2 separate regions of the Ovis aries genome follow, and region 1 is linked to region 2. Evidence: chromatin contacts called from public Hi-C data. All regions are on one chromosome and are shown on one strand. Each heading gives the region's core, a stretch centred on a gene start, on an enhancer-like site or on the middle of the called end of the contact. The rest is flanking DNA. Distances are from core to core; before and after follow the strand shown.

Region 1 (5,417 bases), core at 2,363-4,862, 230 kb before region 2:
TCCTCACCTCCCTGGAGGGTCTGGAGGAGGGGAACTGTCTGGCGTCTGGAAATTGAATCCTTGAGAGGAGCCCACACAGAAATCAGAGCCTTCTGTGTGTCCTTGGTCACACGTCTGGGTCTGGCTGGAGAGATAGGATAGGGCAGTGACTGACAACTTCAGCTCCCTGTGGCCAACAGGGGCTGGGACGGGGACAGCGGGTGGAGACTGCTCCTCCTGTTCTCCATCAGGGGCACCCGCTCTGGGGCCAGGCAGCACAGCCTCCTGGGCTTGGCACCCCTACCCCCTGATGCCCAGGCTGGGGCTGAAGCACCATGCTCTCTCCTGTCAGCCCCCCACATGCGGTGGTGCCCAAGCCAGGACCAGACTGCTTGATGCAAACAGACTCCAGAGGGGCCAGGGGCCCCCCGGCTCCTCCCCTATGGCCCACCTCCCAGGAGAAGGGCAGGCTGGGAATAGAAACCAGGCTTAGAGTCTCCTGCCTTCCACCTCCTCCCTGCAGGCCCCACGGCGCCCAGGTGCGGCTGGTCCCCAGTTCCCTGCCCTCCCTCAACCTGGGCATCCTCTCCACGCCCAAGGGCAGCAATCAGCATGGATAGGCCAGCTTCCCAGGAGAGGGGGTTGGGGTGGGCATCCCATCGAGAGCAGGAGTGACAAGCATGGGGTGAGCTGAGGCCCCGAGGGAGTTCCCTGAGAGAGAGAAGGAAGAAGGTGGCAATGCCATTGGAAGGCCGGGCACTCACATGTGAGCACACACGTATGTGGCTTGGTGCATGGGGGCCCTTGCTGCCAGCCAGGGATCGAATTAGTTCCCTTTTCCGCTTTCCAGATGATTTTTCATCTCTGTAATTAATGGGCAAGTCAGTTCTGAACAGCATGGCAGGCAAATTACTAGTTAGGAAAATCACGGATAATTTTCTCGATATGATAATGAAGGTTGTATTCCTTCTCTTATTCTCCCTGTTTTCATCCTACTTTTAAGTAATAAAACCGGCATTAGAATTTGGGGGTGGGGGAATGGGGAGGAAGGAGACGTCACCTGCCCCCACAGCTAGGGCCTGACCCACAGCCCCCGGCCATCAGGCAGATGGAGAGAATGAGAGACGGGGACCCTGCGTGGGACACCCTGATGACCCATTCAGGGTGCCAGGCCTAGGAGACCAGGTGGAGGGGCGGGCAGCTCCCAGGCTGTTAGGCCTTGGGGCGGGGGAGTTGGGGTCTGGGGTCAGGTTACAGGTTCCCGCCCGGCCCTTGGGTGCTTGGAGAGGGGAGCAGGGATCACCCGCCTCTCCCCAAGCAGAACTGAGATCCACCAGCCCTGAGCAGACATCTACTCTCAGGTGTCCTCCGTATCTGTCTCCCAGACTGTCCAAACCCCTCTCATCGGTGACTCCTGCAGCAGCGAGGAGAACAGGGCAAGCCGAGAGAGGGAGAGAGAGGCAGAGAAAGAGAGAGGCGGAAAGGCAACCAGCCATCTTGGCAGCCATCTTGAACCCCTCCCCCTGCTCCCCCAGCTCACCACATGTTTGGATGTGGGCAGAGGAACCCAGGCCCCGGGTCCTGCAGGAACCAGGAGGAAAGGGGGCCCTGTCTCAAGGCTGCGACGGAGGGACACCCACTCGGCTGCCATGACTGTGTGCGCGCGCGGGGGGCGGGGGATGGGGGAGGGAGGAGCGGACCGCGAGGAAGGTCCAGAGAGGGGCCGGGCAGGGATGGGGCTGGGCGCTGACCGAGACTGGAAGGTTAGGGCCAGGGATGCGTGTGAGGGCTGTGTGCGGGCGGGGGCGGTGCGCCTGTGGGGCCACTTTTTGGCCACGGCGGGAGCACACACACAGCGCTGCCCAGGCTCTTCTGGCACGGACTCCCGTCCCAGACAGATGGAAAGATGACAATTGAAACCCCAAGCTCTCCTCGGCGAACACCTGGGAGAGTGGGAGGGCTGGCCCTCAAAGCCCGAATCCGGGTGGATGAACCCCAACAGCTTCCCAGGCTTAACCCGGTACCGCGGAGGGAAGATGCTGTCGACGGCTACGGCCGGCCAGACACCCAGTCAGACCCCTCCCCATCCCCCGCGCCTCTGCCTCCCAGAGAAAAACAACCCCCAGCCCGGCTTCGTGGGGTGCCAGCCCCCGACACGGCTCCTCCGGGGGCTGGGGCCGGCGCGCGGCGCGCACACGCACCCTCTCCGCTCACACCCAGACACCTACACAAACAGGGCGCCAAGCACCCGCGCGCACACGCACCGGGGACACGCAGGCACTGCCGCGCCGCTTCCCCACAAAGGCTGGCGCGCGCGCGGGCACACGCAGCCACGCGCGGGCACACTCGCGGCTCCCTCCCCCCACGGGCACCCCGCGGCCGCGCATCCGCACACCCCCGACAGTCCACGGGGGCTGCCCCTCCCGGCCCCCTCACCGGTGGGGTGAGGTGCAGGCCGCCCTCCATCCCCCTCGCGCTCAGGTGCTGTGACCCGCGGTTCCAGCATCCCCTCCCCCTTCCTGGCCCGGGCTCCCATCCTCCCTACCTCGGCCCCCACACCTGGCCCAGGTACGGCGTCTCCCTCGCCCGGGGTCCTTAGACACTCACCTGTCCAGCGCTGCTCCGGGGTCGGCCTTGCGCGTCTCTCCTGCGGCTCCGCGAACCCAGGACCCCTGCCCGGCACATCTCCCGGAACCGGGACAGGGGGGAAATCGGGCGAGGGGTAGCGGGGCCCAGAACCGCTGTCACCAACCAAAAATTAAAAAAAAAAAAAAAAAAGAAGAAGAAGAAGAAGAAGCGGATTACACAGCTCCAAAGGCGGCCCCCTCGCGGCGGCAGAGACTCGGGGCTGGGGGCGAGCGTCCGCGCCCCTCCCGGGGAGGGAGGCGGCGGGGCGGGGGCGGTGTCAGAGCTCCGGGGGCTGGGGCGAGGCGGAGCCCCCCGAGGCGGCGCCAACAGCTGCCCGCATCTTCCCCGCAGCTCCGCGGCCCCGACGGAGGCGGCACGTGTGCGCCCAGGCGACTTCCCAGCCCCCTCCGACGGCGGCAGCCGAGGGGTTAACGGAGCAGCTAGGGAGCCCCTGCAGCCCCCCGCCGCCCGGCGGCGCCGCTCCGGGGCCCACGCGGCCCCATTCGCCGGGGCCTCCTCGGCAGACGGCGGGGCGGGGGCGCCGCAGCGCCGACAACTCCCGCGCCGACGGCTCGGGCTCCCCGCAGTGGCCACGGGGGGCTCGGGTAGGGGGCGGGCGGCGCGGAGCTTGTTGCGGGGGGGCGCGGTTGTAGGCGGGCGCGGCGGCGTCGCGCCCCCGGGGTGGCCAGATGGGGGGGCGCCGGGCCGGGCCCGTGGGCACCGCAGGACGCGCGGACCGAGCGGGCGCCGGGCACCAGCAATGACAAGCCGCCTGCTCGCCCCTCTCCCCGGCGCACCCGCTCCGGGAGGGGGACGGCGGGCACGCACAAAACCCGGCCCGGAACCGCCGCCCGGGACCGGCCGCCGCAACCTGCCCCAGCGCACCGGAGGCCGGCCCGAAAACCCGAGATGGACTTTCCTCCCCTTCGCCCCCACCTCTAGTCCCTATGGAAAAACCGGGAGAGGGAAGGAGATGTGCTGGATCCCAGCGTTGGAACGGGAAGTGGGGGAGGGGAGACAGGCTGGAGGAAGACCCGGAGCGGATTTTGCAGGTAGTGGAGTAAAAGGCGCTTTGCCCGGTGAGGGGAGAAATGAGAGCGATCTGGAAGGGGTCTGCAAAACCCGGGTTGGATTAGACAGAGATGGGAGGAACGAAGGCAGCTGCGACAGGGCCAAATGCACCCCGGGCACGCAAATTTCGGGCCGGATTCTTCCTCGGGAGACGGAGTAATGCGTCATGCCTAATGCAGTGGAAACAAGCAAGACCTGGCCTAGAGTTTCCAGACCTGGGCTCGCAGGGGGCTCCGGGAGGGGGCTATTTAGTGGCTGAGGCGGCGTGGGCTGCCCTCGTCTTCCTGGCAGCGACGTGCAAGAAGGAGGGGCAAAAGGAGGGCTGGACTCGGGCACGAAAGGATCTGGAGCGCCGGCTGCACCGAAGCAGGCAGGTAAAAGCGGTTTCAGGATCCAGGGGCGATGCGAAGGGAATGCAATGAGGAGGCTGCTACCCTGGGAGACCAGACCTACAATATAAGGCAAGGGAAGACCGTAAAGCCAGGACTGGAGTGTGCGGGATGGGACAAGACCCTAGCTAAAGATCTGTGGCAACTGGTCAAGGACTGGGAACTGACCGGGTCGCAGGAGCGGAGAGGGTGGGTGTTTGGGGGAGGTTAGTATCTATAAACGCCTCAAAGGTCTTGCTTTGGGTTGGGGGGGGGGGCGAGAGAAAAAATTGCATTTTAGGTTTTCGGCAAGAGCAAAAACTCGGTATGGATTTCCGCAGCCGAGCGACTATACTGCAGCCGGTGGACTTGAAGTAGGACAAGGAACCAGCGGGTTCCTAGGCATCTGGCCGAGTGAGGCCTGGGGCCGGCTTCATGCTGAAGCTGCAGAAGGGAGCCCCGCACCCCATCTCCCTGGTTGGGGAAGGCAGTCCGACTTGGCGTGGATTCCCAGAGCCAGAGCTGTGACTGCCAAGACCCACAGTGGGGGCTATAAAACCGGGCCCCAGGCCAAAAATAGGCACTTTGGCAGAATAGACAGCTCAGTGCAGGGTGGGGGCTGAGGTAAAACTAGAGGGGGGCAGGTACTAGAAGGTCCTGAGAGGTAAGACCCGGTGAGGATCTCGGGAGAGTGGACCTGGAAGCCTGGCCCTGGAAGCCTGGCGTTTTATGAAGGTAGGGTGCAAGGGGAAGACTGATGGATGGGAAGGAGCAAATCCCTGGTTTGGATCCTCAGGGAAGGGAACCATCCAGTGGCAGGCTAATTAGCACGCGGGCCAGAGCATACAAAGTCCAGGCCGAATCTCAGGTAGACACAGAACAGGCAATAGTGGGGAGAGTGGGGCAGACAAGTCTGACCTGGATTATAGAGGAAGGGGATGTGCTGAGGATGAGGAAGATGGCAAACCCTGGTCTCTATCTCCAGGGAAGAGAATGCATTGCCATTCCAACTTGGCTCTGCAGAATGGGTGAGGAATTGGGAAACAGCATGGAAGTAGCAATGGAAAGGGTTGGGGTAATAAATAGATAAAACTTGGGGCAGGCTTAGAGGGGCACTATAAAAATCTAAGAAACCCTAAGAGGAACATCTGCAAGTGAATGAACCCATCCTCTAAAAATCCCTTCCCAGAAGCCTGAATTTAGGGAAAAGCAGAGACTCCCCAGGTGGTACAGTGGTAAAGAATCCATCTGCCAGTGCAGGAGATGCTAGAGATGTGAGTTGGATCCCTGGCTCGGGAAGATACCCTGAAGAAGGGAATGACAACCCACTCCAGTATTCTTGCCTGGAAAATTCCACGGACACAGTCTACA
Region 2 (5,988 bases), core at 1,828-4,327:
AAATGTCTTAACCTTTCTGAGTTCCAAAGAAATCATACATGTGTTTGGAACAGTTCCTGGCACCCAGTAAAGTGAAAGTGAAGTCACTCAGTTGTGTCCGACTCTTTGTGACCCCGTGGACTGTAGCCCGCCAGGCTCCTCTGTCCATGGGATTCTCCAGGCACGAGTACTGGAGTGGGTTGCCTTTCCTTCTCCAGTAAGAGTTCCATAAATGCTGGTGACAATTACTACTATTTCTATCTGTATCATCTTTAGTCAGCTGCCAAGATTCACACTCCCTCCTTTTTCTAGGGCCCCTACATCCTGCTCACCAACTCCCAACTTCCTTAGTCTGCCTACACTTGATGCCCTGGTTCAGGCTGGCTGCATGTCTTACCCAGGACAGGGAAATAATGGTGGTAAGGAAAGTGGGTGGTTTATGAATTTGTTTTCCAGGCCAGAAGAGGCAGAGTGGCCTGGGTTCAAATCCCACCCCTGTCACTTACCAGCTGAGTGGCTGTGGGCAAGTCACTTCACTTGATGGCGCTTTAGTTTCCTCATCTGAAAAATGGGCAGAATTACTGTCTCTCAGAGTGCTTATGGGAATCCAAAGAGTTTATGCAAGTAACTCAATTAGCACTTTGCCTGACATTTGATTTAAGAAAATTATTACTCTCACTGTTATTACTGCCTCTTCCCTTGCCCTGCCCAGGGAGTCCCCTCTGCCTGTCAAGGCCTACTCCTGGCCACCTCCTCCAAGCAGCCTCCTCGGCTTGTCCCTGCCTGTTACAACCACCCCTGTGGTCTAGACAACTCAGGCCCACGGACTTAATTACATGCTGTTCTGGCAGAACCCTTGTCTTCCAGTCTTAGGCTGTTATTTCACTTCATGTCTCTATTTTAAAACATAAACCAGATCGTGTTGCTCCCCAGCCTCAAATCTTACATCAGTTTCCCACGTGATAGAAGAAAAGCTCTAAACTCCTTAATGTGACCCACAGATCCCCACAGAATCACACTGTGGGTTCTCTCCTGCCCCAGCCATACCATGCCAAGCTTGGCCCAGCCTCAGAGCCTTTGCCTTGGCTGTGCCCCCTACCTGATCCTTACAAAGCTGGCTTCTTTTTGTCATTCAGATCTTGGCTCCAAAGTTACCTCCTCCGAGATCCCCCTTTCTTACAGATTCTACCATGCCACTCCCTCATATTTTATTTATAGCATTTATCAACCTCTTGCAAGTGTTTTCTTTATTTACTTGTTATTAACAACTTGTTTGTTGCCTGTTCCCCCCCCCCCCCCATTAGAATGGTAGCTGCCCAAGAGCAGGGATTTCTGTTGTGGTCACTACTGTATCCTCTATGCCAGGAACAGTACCTGGCCTGTGGTGGTGGTGGTGGTTTAGTTGCTAAGTTGTGTCCAACTCTTGCGATGGCCACCAGGCTCCTCTGTCCATGGGATTTCCAGGCAAGAATACTGGAGTGGGTTGCCATTTCCTCCTCCAGGGGATCTTCTCGACCCAGGGATCAAACCTGTGTCTCCTGCACTGGTGGGAGGATGCTTTACCACTGAGCCACCAGGGAAGCCCACCTGGCACATAGCAGGTACTTAATTAATATGTACAGAACGAATGAATAATGTGTCTTACGCCCTCATTCTGACTACTCTCTGAGCCCCTCTAGCCTCAGAACATGCCTACTGTACCGTTTCAAACTGCCACCTCCCCACCACACTCCCAGTCTCCTCTTAAACTTGAACACAGGTATGGAGAAAATGAGCTTCAATTCAGCTAGTGGCACTGAGCAGGTTGGCTGGAATCCCACATCCCTACCCTCTCTTCACTGGGAGGGCCCGGAACTTAACAAGCCTACAGCCACACAGCGTTGCAATGGGAGGAGCAGGAAATGGGAAGGGGGTTCCTGAGAGCTCACACAAGCTGGGAAGGGGACACCACGCCCATGCTCCCCTTTTTGGCAGTGCATTGCTTGGAAGAGGAGGGCAGGAGGCCTCTGAATCAGTCTTGAAAAACCGGCTCATGGGTGTTTCCAGGGAGAATGCCTACTGTCCGCGGCCCAGGCCTCCCTAGGGGCCCAGCAGCCACAGGACCCCAATGGTCCCCACCACCCACCTATTTCTCCCACAGATGTCTCTCTCTTCTTAGGACCCAGTAGTCTGGCCTTGCTTTTCCAGCTTTGGGGAAAAGGGACATGGGGGCAGCTTCCTGTCTGAGCAGCTGGTGAAAACGAAGACCAGCAGGTGTGCCCCAGATGGCTGCCTGGTTGGAGGGAATGGAGTGGGAGGAGCTGGTCAGAAACACCTGAGCCCTGAAGCCACTGGATACCTAGTCTAGTGGCGGAGATTCCAGTTCTGGACTCTGAAGCATGGGTTTGAGTCCCAGATCTGCCACTTACTCGCTGTGTGACCTTAGGCAAGACACTCCACCTCTCTGGGTCTGCTGCTTCACCTCTGAAAGAAGTAACAGCAACTTCCATGAGGGGTGATTCAATGATCCGCATGGTAAATACCTGACACGGAAGTGTTCAATGAATGCTAGCCCGGGTGATTGTTTTCATTATTACAATCGGGACCTCGATCCTCCCAAGGCGCACCCCACCCCCTCGCCAGGCCCTGGACGAGTGGGACAAGGCCAGCTTCGGGGACAAGGCCAGCTTCGGGGACTTGTCAGAAATACCGACTCTGCGCCTGTCCCCACCGGGAGGGGAACTCTCCAGAGGTGCAGGGGGCTGGGGTGCGGCTGGAGACGACATCCCGGCGCCGGGAGGCGTTCACCCCTGACCTTAGAGGGAAGGCAGGCGGTCCTCCGGGAAGGGGACTCGGACGTTTCCCCCCACCCCGTCCCGCCCCTCCACCCCACTCAGCCTAGACCTCCAGCCGCGTCCATGGGGCCGGCCCCACCCCGCAGGATAGGCCGAATCTCCGCGGGTTCGCGATCTCGCGGGTCTGCTCCGGGGTCCCCTCGAGCGGCCGCGATGGACCACCCCCTCGCCCCTGCCTTGCCGGGTATACTCACCTGAGCCTCCTTAGCCGCCGCCCAGCTCGCCCAGCTCGGCCCTCCGCAAACTCTGGCCCGGGCCTCTCCCGCAGCCACCGCCAGGGGGCGGGGCTGGCGCCCGCATCTGGCCAATCAGAAACGGCCGCCCGGCGCTCGCGGCCAATCCACTCCACGCCGCCCCCCTGCGGGTGGAACCCGAAGGAAACATTCCAGAGGGATCCCTGCGCTGCACGCGATTCTTCACGACACCTCCCCCGCCGCGGAGCGTTGGACCTTCCCACCCCTCCTAAGCCGCGGCGGCCTGTTCCACCGCGAGGCGGCGGAAGGGGGAGCTGAGGCCGAGCCCGAGCCAATCTCTGGGAGGAAGGAGGCCAGCGGCCAATGGGAAGCTGGGGCCCCCGGACCACGTGTTCTTGGCTAAGTGTCCGTGTGGGGTGCTGTGGGTGCTAAGAGGCGGGGGACTAGTCGTGGAAGTCAGGTGACCGATACTGAGTTTGGGGGTGGGGAGGGGGAAAGGATACAAACTTCCAAAGTCCAGAAAAGGGAACCCTTTAGGATACCCGGAGGGGGCCAAGGGCGGTCCCTAATCCAGTCCTCCACTTGGCCTGCCCATGTCTCAGCTCGGCCACCCTCAGAGCGGATAAAAAGATGTATTCATTCTGGGCGGGAGGGCGGGGGACTGAGATGAATAGGGAGGGTCCCGCGTGTCCAGCGTCCTGGATGGACAATGGACAAGGGCATTCATTCATTCATTTACTCATCAAATATTTAAGGCGCTCCTGCTCCGTGCCAGGCTCTGTCCTATCTCAACAGATACGTCTACGAGTAAGCTGAATGAATATGCTCTTGGTAAAGGGAACGGGGCATGCAAAGGCTTGGAGGGCGGACAGAGAGATACAGCACACTTTAGGAGAGTGCAATAGCGAAGGAGTTTGCAAAGCAGCTAGCAAAGCATCTTTAGGTTGCAGTGGTACGAAAGACAAGGGCAAAACGGTCTGTTCGCTTGCTGGTTGACCAGTGGATATTTATTGAGCACATATTATGTGCTAGATTACAAAGGATACCCAGCCAACCCAAGTCTCAGCCCTGAGGGAGCTGACATTCACGAGTCTGTCTCCATCTCTGTTCCCTCTCTGTCCCCCACCCTCCAGTCCTGAGAATGGCACAGAGCAGGGTTTCAGTATACATATGTGGATGAAAGAACTAGGTAATCTCACCATCTCCAGGTCTGGCTTGTAACTGAGATTTCTTAGGCAGAAGCAGGTACAAGAAACAAAGACACAAATGCACCCTTCCCAGGCCAGGACAAACCTAGACAGCATATTTAAAAAAAGTGAAGACATCACTTTGCCAACAGAAGTCTGTATAGTCAAAGCTGTGGTTTTTCCAGTTGTCATGTAGAGATGTCAAAGTTGGGCCATAAAGAAGGCTGAGCACCGAATAAGTGATGTTTTCAAACTGTGGTGCTGGAGAAGACTCTTGAGAGTCCATTGAACAGCAAGGAGATCGAACCAGTCAATTCTAAAGGAAATCAACCCTGGATACTCATTGCAAGGACTGATACTGAAGCCCCAGCTTTGGCCACCTGATGCGAACAGCCGATTCACTGGAAAAAACCCTGATGCTGGGGAAGACTGAGGGCAGGAGGAGAAGGGAGCGACAGAACGTGAGATGGTTAGATGGCATCACCAACTCCTTGGACATGATTTTGATTATCTCACTATTGGGAGAGAGTGAAGGACGGGGAAGCCTGGCATGCTGCAGTTCATGGGGTTGCAAGGAGTCAGCTACTATTTAGTGACTGAACAACAGGCCAGGAGAGTCAATTCTCAGGACAGATGAGAGTTCCTTGTTCTAGGAACAACCCAGCCACTCAGACAGCTGGGGCTTCAGCTGTTCAAGCCTCATGAAATGAGTCTTTGCAATTCCCTGGTTGAGCTGCTGCATATTCCAGCTGGGCTAGGGCCTGCAGAGCAGTAAAGTGAAGGGGAGAATGGGCCCTGGGCTGTTGCTGAGGGCTGCCCGGCCAGCCCCACCCAGCTGGCAAATACTGAAACTGCTGTGGCAGCGGGCACAGCGATTGTCCTTCTCTTCCTGTTCTGCTGACCTCTGCCACCCCCACTGAGCTATCGATTGCCTCTGGCTAAGCCAGTGCCCTCTGTGGGACTGTCTCCACCGTGCTGCTTGTGCCTGACACCTGAGCTGCTTCCTTCTACACACCTGGAGAGACGGCACATGAGACATGGGGACAACAGTGTCCTGAACAGAATCCACCTGAAGCCACCTGTTGACTGATGAGGAAGTGCCCGCGGAGGGGTGAGCAGGTGGCCCAAGGGCACAGCGCAACACTGGGTATCCCCTTCCTTCTTGATTTTGTAGCTCAAGAGGTTGGGAGGCCTAACTGACGAGGAGCTCAGATTTTTTAAAAAAATATTTATTTTAAATTGGAGGATAATTGCTTTACAATCTTGTGTTGGTTTCTGCTGTCCAACAATCAGCCGTAAGTATACATATATCCTCTCCCTCTGAGCCTCCCTCCCACCCTCACCCCCATCCCACCCATCGAGGTCATCACAGAGCCCTGAGCTGAGTTCCCTGTGCTACACAGCTGCTTCCCACTGGCTGTCTGTTTTACACATGATAGCGTATATGTGTCCGTGTTTCTCTCTCAATTCGTCCCCCATGCCCCTGTCAGGAGCTCAGATTTGAATGCTACCTCTACCCTTGTGTGGGGGGAGTTGGGGGTGGAGGAGTTCTGGAATGCCAACTAATAGATGCAGAAGGAAAGATCAGGTTAGAAAAGCACCATTTTTCATCCACCAGAGGAATGATTGATTCAGACAGTTCTTTGTTAAATGGGGCAGTAGATATTCACTGTCAAAGAACCAGCCCACATATCACTTGTTAATTTCAGTGGAGAAAAAGTTACCTTGGAAAAGGTGCAGTGGAGAAAGCTGGCAGTCACCACCTTAACCAACTGATAAAGAGATATGACTACT

Evidence for each region. A called contact is a pair of places that touch in the nucleus more often than the background predicts.
Region 1: a Hi-C map of tail adipose tissue shows a contact between it and region 2, with 4 times the contacts expected there. The contact joins the promoter of ADGRL1 here to the promoter of GIPC1 in region 2. A contact is called at or near these places in 3 of 16 Hi-C or Micro-C datasets (blood, liver and tail adipose tissue).

Annotation. Positions count from the first base shown.
Region 1 is chr5:9,831,730-9,837,146 of ARS-UI_Ramb_v3.0, reverse strand. ADGRL1 (adhesion G protein-coupled receptor L1) reads right to left here and starts at 3,612. Exons shown (of 24, transcript XM_060416268.1): 1 at 3,544-3,612; 2 at 2,587-2,720. LOC105610497 (a long non-coding RNA gene) reads left to right here and starts at 3,991. Exons shown (of 2, transcript XR_006059833.2): 1 at 3,991-4,052.
Region 2 is chr5:9,602,568-9,608,555 of ARS-UI_Ramb_v3.0, reverse strand. GIPC1 (GIPC PDZ domain containing family member 1) reads right to left here and starts at 3,077. Exons shown (of 11, transcript XM_060416266.1): 1 at 3,008-3,077; 2 at 2,388-2,442; 3 at 2,105-2,251; 4 at 1,354-1,566; 5 at 486-540.